Linked DNA regions of Sus scrofa: all the other regions are linked to region 3. The links are chromatin contacts, called in public HiChIP or PLAC-seq maps. All regions are on one chromosome and are shown on one strand. Each heading gives the region's core, a stretch centred on a gene start, on an enhancer-like site or on the middle of the called end of the contact. The rest is flanking DNA. Distances are from core to core; before and after follow the strand shown. Region 1 holds the start of AHCY (adenosylhomocysteinase). Region 2 overlaps ASIP (agouti signaling protein). Region 3 holds the start of EIF2S2 (eukaryotic translation initiation factor 2 subunit 2).

The links. HiChIP or PLAC-seq counts read pairs in DNA pulled down with a chosen protein or histone mark.
Region 1: an H3K27ac HiChIP or PLAC-seq map of alveolar macrophages shows a contact between it and region 3. The contact joins the promoter of AHCY here to the promoter of EIF2S2 in region 3. A contact is called at or near these places in 5 of 47 Hi-C or Micro-C datasets (embryonic fibroblasts, epiblast stem cells, heart right ventricle and 2 more) and 1 of 2 datasets of contacts at active chromatin or transcription factors (alveolar macrophages).
Region 2: an H3K27ac HiChIP or PLAC-seq map of alveolar macrophages shows a contact between it and region 3. The contact joins the enhancer-like site here to the promoter of EIF2S2 in region 3. A contact is called at or near these places in 5 of 47 Hi-C or Micro-C datasets (blood, embryonic fibroblasts, fetal liver and 2 more) and 1 of 2 datasets of contacts at active chromatin or transcription factors (alveolar macrophages).

Annotation. Positions count from the first base shown.
Region 1 is chr17:37,743,031-37,745,730 of Sscrofa11.1, reverse strand. It overlaps AHCY (adenosylhomocysteinase), which reads left to right and starts at 1,353. Exons shown (of 10, transcript NM_001011727.1): 1 at 1,353-1,472. The coding sequence starts at 1,445.
Region 2 is chr17:37,717,575-37,720,274 of Sscrofa11.1, reverse strand. ASIP (agouti signaling protein) reads right to left here. Exons shown (of 5, transcript NM_001011647.1): 5 at 1,488-1,874. The coding sequence ends at 1,698. Among named protein-coding and RNA genes, the nearest start is that of AHCY, 25 kb to the left of the region's middle. Within about 2 kb of position 1,329, at least 53 of the 83 cell types and tissues checked have an H3K27ac peak or open chromatin away from gene starts, as enhancers often do. A contact at or near this core is called in alveolar macrophages, embryonic fibroblasts, fetal liver and 1 more, where this site is marked.
Region 3 is chr17:37,569,018-37,571,717 of Sscrofa11.1, reverse strand. EIF2S2 (eukaryotic translation initiation factor 2 subunit 2) reads left to right here and starts at 1,449. Exons shown (of 9, transcript XM_001929150.6): 1 at 1,449-1,624. The coding sequence starts at 1,610. It also overlaps a transcript of ASIP not described here.

The DNA of each region.
Region 1 (2,700 bases), core at 104-2,603, 170 kb before region 3:
ATGGAAAAGACAAAAGACAGGAAAAAACAACAACAACAACAACAAAACAAACCAACAATGTTGAGGAATTCTCCTGCGGTGCAGCAGGTTAAGGATCTGGTGTTGTCACTGCACCAGCTTGGGTTGCTGCTGTGGCTCAGGTTAGATCCCTCCTTGGGAACTTCCACATGCCAAAGGCACTGCCAAAAAAAAAAAAAAAAAAAAAAAAAAATAGAACTGAAAGAGAAAAGTAAGTTGCAGAAGAATATGTATCCTATGATTTCATTTACACAAAGGTGAAACAGTCAAAACTAAGCAATGCATGGTTTAGTGGGTTAAGGATCTGGCATTCCTGTGGCTGTGGCTGGCAGCTACAGCTCCGATTTGATCTCTAGCCTGGGAACTTCCATATGCCACAGGTGCAGCCCTAAAAAGCAAAAAAGAAAAAAACAATTCTGTCAGACTGACAAGTGATGACAGGGATGTGGATCAACAAGCCCTCTCAGACACTGCTGGTGATAGGATGAGCTACCTTGGAAAACAATTTGGTAATATCTAGGAAAGTTAAAAATGTGCCTTTATCTCAAAAACTCCACCCCTGAGTACACTTATGGTTCCAGGACACCTACTCATGGGCTAAGAGGCAATGTTCATTTTTTCATATACACAATAATGGCAGACTGTATAAAATCTGAATATAGAACAGGTAAATTAATCACACGATGTATACAATAAAATACTATACAGCAGCAAAACTCTATGCATGACCCTTACAAATATTAACAGAAAAAAAGCAAGTTGCAGAAGAGTAAGTACAGTATGGCACTATTTAAATAAAGGTTTTAAACACAGAGTGACTTCTATGAAGCATTTAATGATTTATGCATATGTAGTAAAAGTATTAAAAATGCATACAAATCTACCTAAACTCAGCATGGTGGGAGGAGGGTGGAAGGTCTCCCATGTGCTAGGTGTTGACATATTGCAACTTTACCTATTTGTATGGTAGGTATCATTCTGCCCAATTTATAGAAGAGGAAATTGAGGTTCTGGGAAGTGAACTGGTTGGAATTTCAATTTCACTCGGTTTTGGCGTCGGATTCACTGATTGAATGAATGAAGTTAAAGATGGCCTCAGGTTTGATATCAGGCCTCTCCTGGAACTCCTTTCGCTACGCTGCTCGGGAGGTGGAAGGTCCCCGTAAGCTAAAAACTGGTCTGAACCCCAACCAAAGTCCGTTCTGGTCCCGCCCCCCTCCGTTGGGCCCCGCCCCCCTGCGTTGGGCCCCGCCCCGACCGCTCAGCACCAGCGGGACTCATGAATATGCAAGCTACGGTAAGATATTTAAAGGCGCCGGTGCCACTCGCAGATCCCTGCCCGGCGCCGCCCGCCCTGCGTTTGTCCCCAGCCCAAGGCCGGCCCCCTTCGCTCGTGTCCATCACTACGTGTGGAAGCGCCGCCAGCATGTCGGAGAAGCTGCCTTACAAAGTCGGTGAGTCCCTGGACATGCAGGGTAGGGGCCTGCTGGGACGGCAGCCACAGGGCCGAATCGGGGCGCTCAGGAGGAGCCCCTTGAATCGCTGGCTTGGCGCGGTCTTTGGCCGCGCGAGGCCTTCTGGGGGCTGGAGTTCTTCCGCCGCCATGAGCAGGTCTTCGGAGGCGGCCGCGCACTACGAGTCCCGGCGTGCCCCGCGAGGCCGGGTGCAGCGGCGCGGGCTGCGGAGTGGTGAACTCGCGGCGTGTTCCACACGGAGCCGGCTGGGGCGGGCGGGGAGCGCACACCTAACCGAGGCCTGGGACCAATGGCACCTGCTGGGGCCAACACCGGGGAGCCTGGATCCTGCCTCCTGGGTCTGGACCAGCTCTTTGGCCCCCTGGGTGGTCCTGGGCAAGTGCTTATCCCTCTCTGGGCCACCTACAGGGAAGACGAGGTCATTAAGACCCCGAAGGGCACGTGAGGAGAGGCCTGGAGACTGAGCCGACACAAGCACTAGTCCACTTACAAGGGACTTTGGGCTTGTTACTCAACCTCTGGGGTCACCCACCTGGCCAACAGGGACAATCGTACAGAGAATCTCGAAGAAATTTTGGAGTGGCTAGAAAAATCCTTACTGCTCTCCTAGGGATTGAAGCTGTGCATTGATAGTTAATGTTTACTGGGCTTTTACTGTGGAATGGGCACTGCCTTCTACCTTTATTCTAGATTAATTCATTTTCTTCTCACGGTTTTTTAGGATAGGGGCTGTTACTTTATCATTTTACAATGAGTATACTGAGATACAGGAAAAAAGGTTAACTTGTCCATGATCTTATAGCTGGGAGGTGGTGGAGCAGGATATAAATCCAGATCCTGCTCACCTTTTCACCACAGTATATAAGTGAACACATCTGAAACAGCCCCACTGACCTTTCAGGAAAAAACTGTTCAGGCAGACTATCAGTTTTTAAAGTAAATTCAAGACACCATTCTACCCAGAGAAAGGCATCAATATTTATGGAGCTGTGTATCTGGGGGTTTGCATTTGTTTACAGAATGACCTTTAGAGGTGGACTTTATCCCATTATACAGAGGAAGAAGCTGAAGGTGTAATAGGAAATGACTTGGAAAGATTCTGTGGAAATAGTAACTTACCAATAGTTGTTTATCAAGTTGCAGCCCAGAGCAGACTCTTGTCCCTGTGGTGTGAATGAAGTGGAAGCCTAGAAAGGTTAAATCAAGG
Region 2 (2,700 bases), core at 80-2,579, 150 kb before region 3:
TTGTTGAAGCTGATGAGAGGGCAACTATTAATCTCTAATCTCCAATTTCAATTTTTTGTGTGCATCCTTATAACATTATAGTAACTTAAAGCTGTTTCTTTGTTTTTTGTTTTGGCTGTGCCCACAGCATGTGGAAGTTTCCAGGCCTGGGATCAAACCCATGCCAAAGCAGCAACCCAGCCCACTGCAGTGACAACACTGGATCCTTAACCCACTGCACCACAAAGGAACTCCTTAAAACTGTTTTAATGTGTATTATATAATGAAGTTTCCCCCTTAAGAATTCAACTGAGGAAAGAGTACCTCTCCTAAAAAAAAATTAAAACCATTGCTTCAGATTATGATGTAGAATTTCTGGTGCTGAAGGTGTCTGCAGACTAAATCCAGAGTTCAGCTTCTCATGGTGGCCAGTTGGGGATTTTACCCTCTAGCAACTAATTTTTTATTTATTTTTTTATTGGCGAATTATCCCTCCCACATTATGAATAGACTTTGTGAGACTGTCTATCAAAATGAGTCACCCTTTCCTGGGCACCACTTCAGGTCAAATTATCTCTCTTGGGAATCTGAATTATGAATGTGTCTATGTAAGAACTGAAATGGCTAGGGTAGGTAGTGAGGAAGGATTCCTGAACACCTGTTGCCTACTTGTGAGAGCCCAAACTCTAGGCTGTCAGAATTAAAAATGCCTGGGGACCTATGGTCAATGTTCAGCTTGGGAGTGGGAGAAACTCAATCAGGTTTTCTCTCTTGGGAATTTGAATTATGACTGGTCCATGCAAGAACTGAAGTGGTTAGAGGTGACTTATTCCATAGTCTTGCCCTGAAAACACTGCTCATTTGTTTCTTTGTCCTGGCTCTTTCCATGTCCTTCAGGGTCCTATCCTTTCTGAGGCCTGTTGTATGGATTTTCCTTGATTCTTTGAGGTCCTCAGAGCTTCCAGTAGACCCCCTTTACTTGTAGTAAAGTAGTATCGACCCCCTTTACTTGTTTCTTAGTGTAACCTTTTTTGGGAAGTCTCTTAAGGTTCTAGGATCCTCAGGCCAAAGCCTTCTGGCTTTAGGGACCTATGGTAATGCCCAGTCACGACCAGCTACCCCGGTTGTATCCGCAGACCTCTTAGGACAGACAGCCCAGTGACACTCTGTATGGAGTTGTAGCCATTCTTGTTTTTTCGGCGATAGGAGGAGCTCCTTAGAAGGGGGAAAGGGTGAAAGGCTGAATGGCAGTTCCTTAAAGGCTTTTTTCTGCCTTCCTCGTTTTGAAAGCAGCTTCGGGTGTTCCCAGGCTTAAAAATAGGGGGCAGCACGTCTCCCGCGGCCAGACCCGGAAAAGCGCTTACCAGGAGAGCAGTCTCAGGGCCGGTAACTGGGTTTCCACTGGCCTGGGAAAGAGCAAGCGCGCAGCCGGCGGGACTTCGGCGGTGAAGGAGACCCCGCGAAGGGAAAAGGAGCTTTCGGATTCTTTAAAGAAACAGCCACACACCTTCGAGCAGCCTGCGTGTATTTGGAATTTAGCAGAGCCCACGCCCAGTCTCCTTGAAGCCCCTCCTCCTGAAAGCTCCGCCCCAACGTCAGTAGCCACACCCGCACCCGTTCCTAGGAAGCCACACCTACTGGAGATCAAGCGCCCCAGAGGGTCCCCCAGGTCTGGGGAACCTGGCCCTGCCGCGCCAGCCACCGGGAGGCAGGCGCGCTCAGCAGGTGGGGTTGAGCACGCGGCAGGAGCAGGCACTGCGGAAGAAGCGGCACTGGCAGAAGGCGCACGGGTCGCAGCAGGCGAGCGCCGGAGGCTTGCAGCTGTCGCGGTTGGCCACGCAGGGGGCAGGCCGCGGGGGCCGGGGCTGTGCCACCTTCTTCATCGAAGCCTTTTTCTGTGGGGAAACGCCGGGGCTGCCCAAGCCGTCCACCTCCGCCCGTCCCCACTCTTCCTCACCTCTGCCTGGGAATTCCTTGCCCCACCTGCCTCTATCCTCATCAAAATTTAACTGGCTTCGATTTGGCCCTCTTCTCTCAGTAGGGGATCCCACTCAGCTCCACGGTTTTAAACTACCGTCTCTTTTTCTTCCCCTTTTGGTGTATCCGAATCCCTGTTAGTTCTACCTTCACAACAGATCAGGAGGCTATCCACTTCTTCACTAGCGCAGCTACCCTGGGTAGCAGTGGGAGGCCACTGTCTGTTCTCTTTCCTCCTTACAGTCCATCTTCCAGTGCGCAAAAGGGACCTCTTGGAAGATCTATGATGGCTTAAAGCTACCCCCACCCCGCCTTGCCCCGCGGTTACTCTTTGCGCTTAGAATGAAACATAAACTTTACTTTGGTCTCTGAAGTTCTCTGGCCGGCCCAGTTCTCCCACCTGTCTTTACCACACCTCCCCACCGGCCTGCCTTCTGTGCACAGAACACAGTAAATGAGTTCCTGCTGCAGGAGCCTTGAGTTTGCTACCCCCTTTCCTGGGGACATTCTTTGCTGTGCTGTCCAATAACAGGCAACCACTAGCCATATGTGGCTACTGAGTTCTTGAAATGTGTCTAGTGCAAGGGAGGAAATGAGTTTTCAAATTTAACTTTAGTTAATTTAAAATTTAAAGCTGAAAATACTGTAAAATATTTTCCTCTTTATTGGGGGAAACAACAACTTTGTTTTGTTAGCACTATAGCTCTAGTTTAAGCATAAAAAAATTAGCATCCAGGAGTTCCT
Region 3 (2,700 bases), core at 200-2,699:
CAGTCCCTAAATAGTGGGAGCTAGGCTGGCACTATCAACTAGAATGTGCTGCTTTATAGAACATAATTTCACAAGACACCAATATCAGACAAAACCACTCTGTGACCATGATGGATCAAGACAAAACCAACACCACTCTATAAGCATGTCTGAACACAAACAAAAAATAACATTGTCCCAACCATAAGAGGGGCTGCTCCTTTTAAACCAATCATAGCTTTAGCCACTCTTGGTTCTTCTCCACTTTTAGATAAGAACTATTAAAACACCCCATCCTTGGAGTTCACGTCATGGCTCAGTGGTTAACGAACCCAACTAGCATCCATGAGGATGCGGGTTAATCCCTGACTCGCTCGTGAGTTAAAGATCTGGTGTTGCTGTAAGGTGGGGTGTAGGTCACAAACTTGGTTCGGATCCTGCGTTGCTGTGGCTGTGGTGTAGGCCGGCAGCTGCAGCTCTGATTAAACCCCTAGCCTGGGAACTTCCATATGCCACAAGGGTGGCCATAAATAGAAAAAAAATACCCCGTCATAGAAATACCACCATCTCCTAATAGCATCCAATCCAGAGAGAAGGGCTGCTTCCTTGTACCCTCCCCCAAATTACCTACAAAAGCCCCTCCAAAAGAACTCCTATGAATTCTTTCTAGCACCCTCTTCCTGAGATGCCCCTCTGTGCCTCATGGTGTGCCTCCCCTCCTTGCAAGAAGACAAAAGGCCCAGCTTTGTTCAAATTCAGGGGTGTTCTCCGTGGTCTTTGGCTGTAGGGCACTGACAACAGTGAGAGCCTGCTGAAGGGTAACTGCTATTATTATGTGTCAAGGGGAACTGCATCCACAGGGTTCAAGCAGAGACTTCACAAACAAGGATTTTGATGTTTCCTGACATATGCCTCTTGCCAAGCCGTTTCTCCTCTCCCGTCTACAGGGAGAAGGCTTTTGGTTTCCGACCTCCCAAGCTGAAATCCAGCCTGTTGGGTTAGATTTCTCATGAAGTACAACCCCTTAGAGAGGTGCGCACCTTTAGCCCCAACTTAGAGTTTCTCAAAGACTAGAACACTCCAGAGGGGGCATGATGGAGCTATCAGAGAAAACTAAAGCCCCAACAAATTCATATTACTGAGTGCCTTACCCACCACCCTGACCCAGGAGGAACTGCCCCGAATTCACTCCACAAGCAAGGCAGAACTGCACAGTTCCGTACGCCTGGAAAAACTGAAGTAAAAGTCACTACCGGGGAAATGGAACCTTCCTGCCCCGCTGCCTCAGACGTCGCGCACGCGCACGGGTCGCTGGGCGGCCGCCGCGCAGGCGCCCTCCTCTCCCGGGCGGACTACAAGTCCCGGCTTGCCTGGCGCTGGAACGTCGCCTGGTAACTCGCGCCAGTCGGAGCGAATTAGGTCGGCTTCTCCGCGCGCCTGCGCGTTGGCGGGCTCTGCGCAGGCGCATTTCTAACGCTTGCGAGGAGAGGGCGGGGTGTCGTTCCCTTTCGCTGATGCAAGATCCTAGTGCGGTGGTGAGAGAGGTATCGGCAGGAGCAGCTCTGAAGCCGGGGTCTGAGGCTGACCCGTCCGACTTTCCGTCTGTGTTGAGCCCACTCGAGCCGCAGCCATGTCCGGGGACGAGGTGAGGGCCTGAGGCTGGCGCTAGGGCTAAGGACCGAGGCAGGGAGCCAAACTCACCCCAGTGTGGGAGACCGGGCCTGCGGCCTAGCGACCGGCCGCCGCCATGTGGGGCTGCCGGGCCTAGGCGACCCTGAGCGGTAGAGCCGGTTAGAGCCCCGGAGCCGCGGCTTGGCTTAGCCCCGCTCTCGTCAGGGCGGCGGCGCTGAGGCCGGCGTTTCCGGATTGGAGAGCACGTTGAGTCGCTCTCCAGAAGAGGGCTTGAATGTTGGGTTAATGCCCCAGCTGAACGAGACTGGGACTGGCAGCCCCAGCATTTCTTTCGGTTTGACGCTTCAGCTCCAGCTCTCCCTCGCTGGGCGCTGGTGGTGCCGAGAGGAACGTCTCGGAGCGTCTTCGTTTAAAACTTTGCAGCCTGGCTTGTCCTACCCCTCATCCACTCCTTTTCTCATCTAGAGCGTTATTAATAACTTTTCTTTTTAAAGACCGGGAAGCGAGGGAGATAGGAAAAGATCTTTCAGCCTGAAAAAGTGATTAACCTCGGAAAGTTTTAGGGCCTGAGTCCCTGAGCCTTTCTCAGCAGAGCTCACTGCGACGTCAGCGGGAAGTTCGGGCTCCGAAGCTGCCTGGATCTTTTTCTACTATCGTCCTTGTAACTCAGCACATTTCCTCAAATCCCTTTTGGCTAGATTTATCTCGGTTTATATAAAACCAGACTTAAAGTGAAATTTGACTTTAAGTGCTATCCGTAGTTATTAACACTGAGGGAAGAGCTACCGCTTACCGGCCAGCTTTCTCCACCAAAAAAAAAAAAAAATCTCTTGAGTTTATAATTCACTGTAAACATTCCGAGTGCTTGGCCTCTAAGGCGTTGTAGAGAAGGAAAAAGAAAAATTCGAGGCTTTTTTGAGTTTTGGCTTTAAGGTGGGCCTTGGAAATGCTTTAAATTTCCTCAAGTAGTGGGAAGGCCTGAAGCCAGGGCAAGGGAGTGGTTAGGGCAAGTAAGTGTGCTTACAAAATATAGTGTATTCTCCAATTGGGTTAGAGTTAATCCGTTGAAATATAGATACTGGCTAGTTC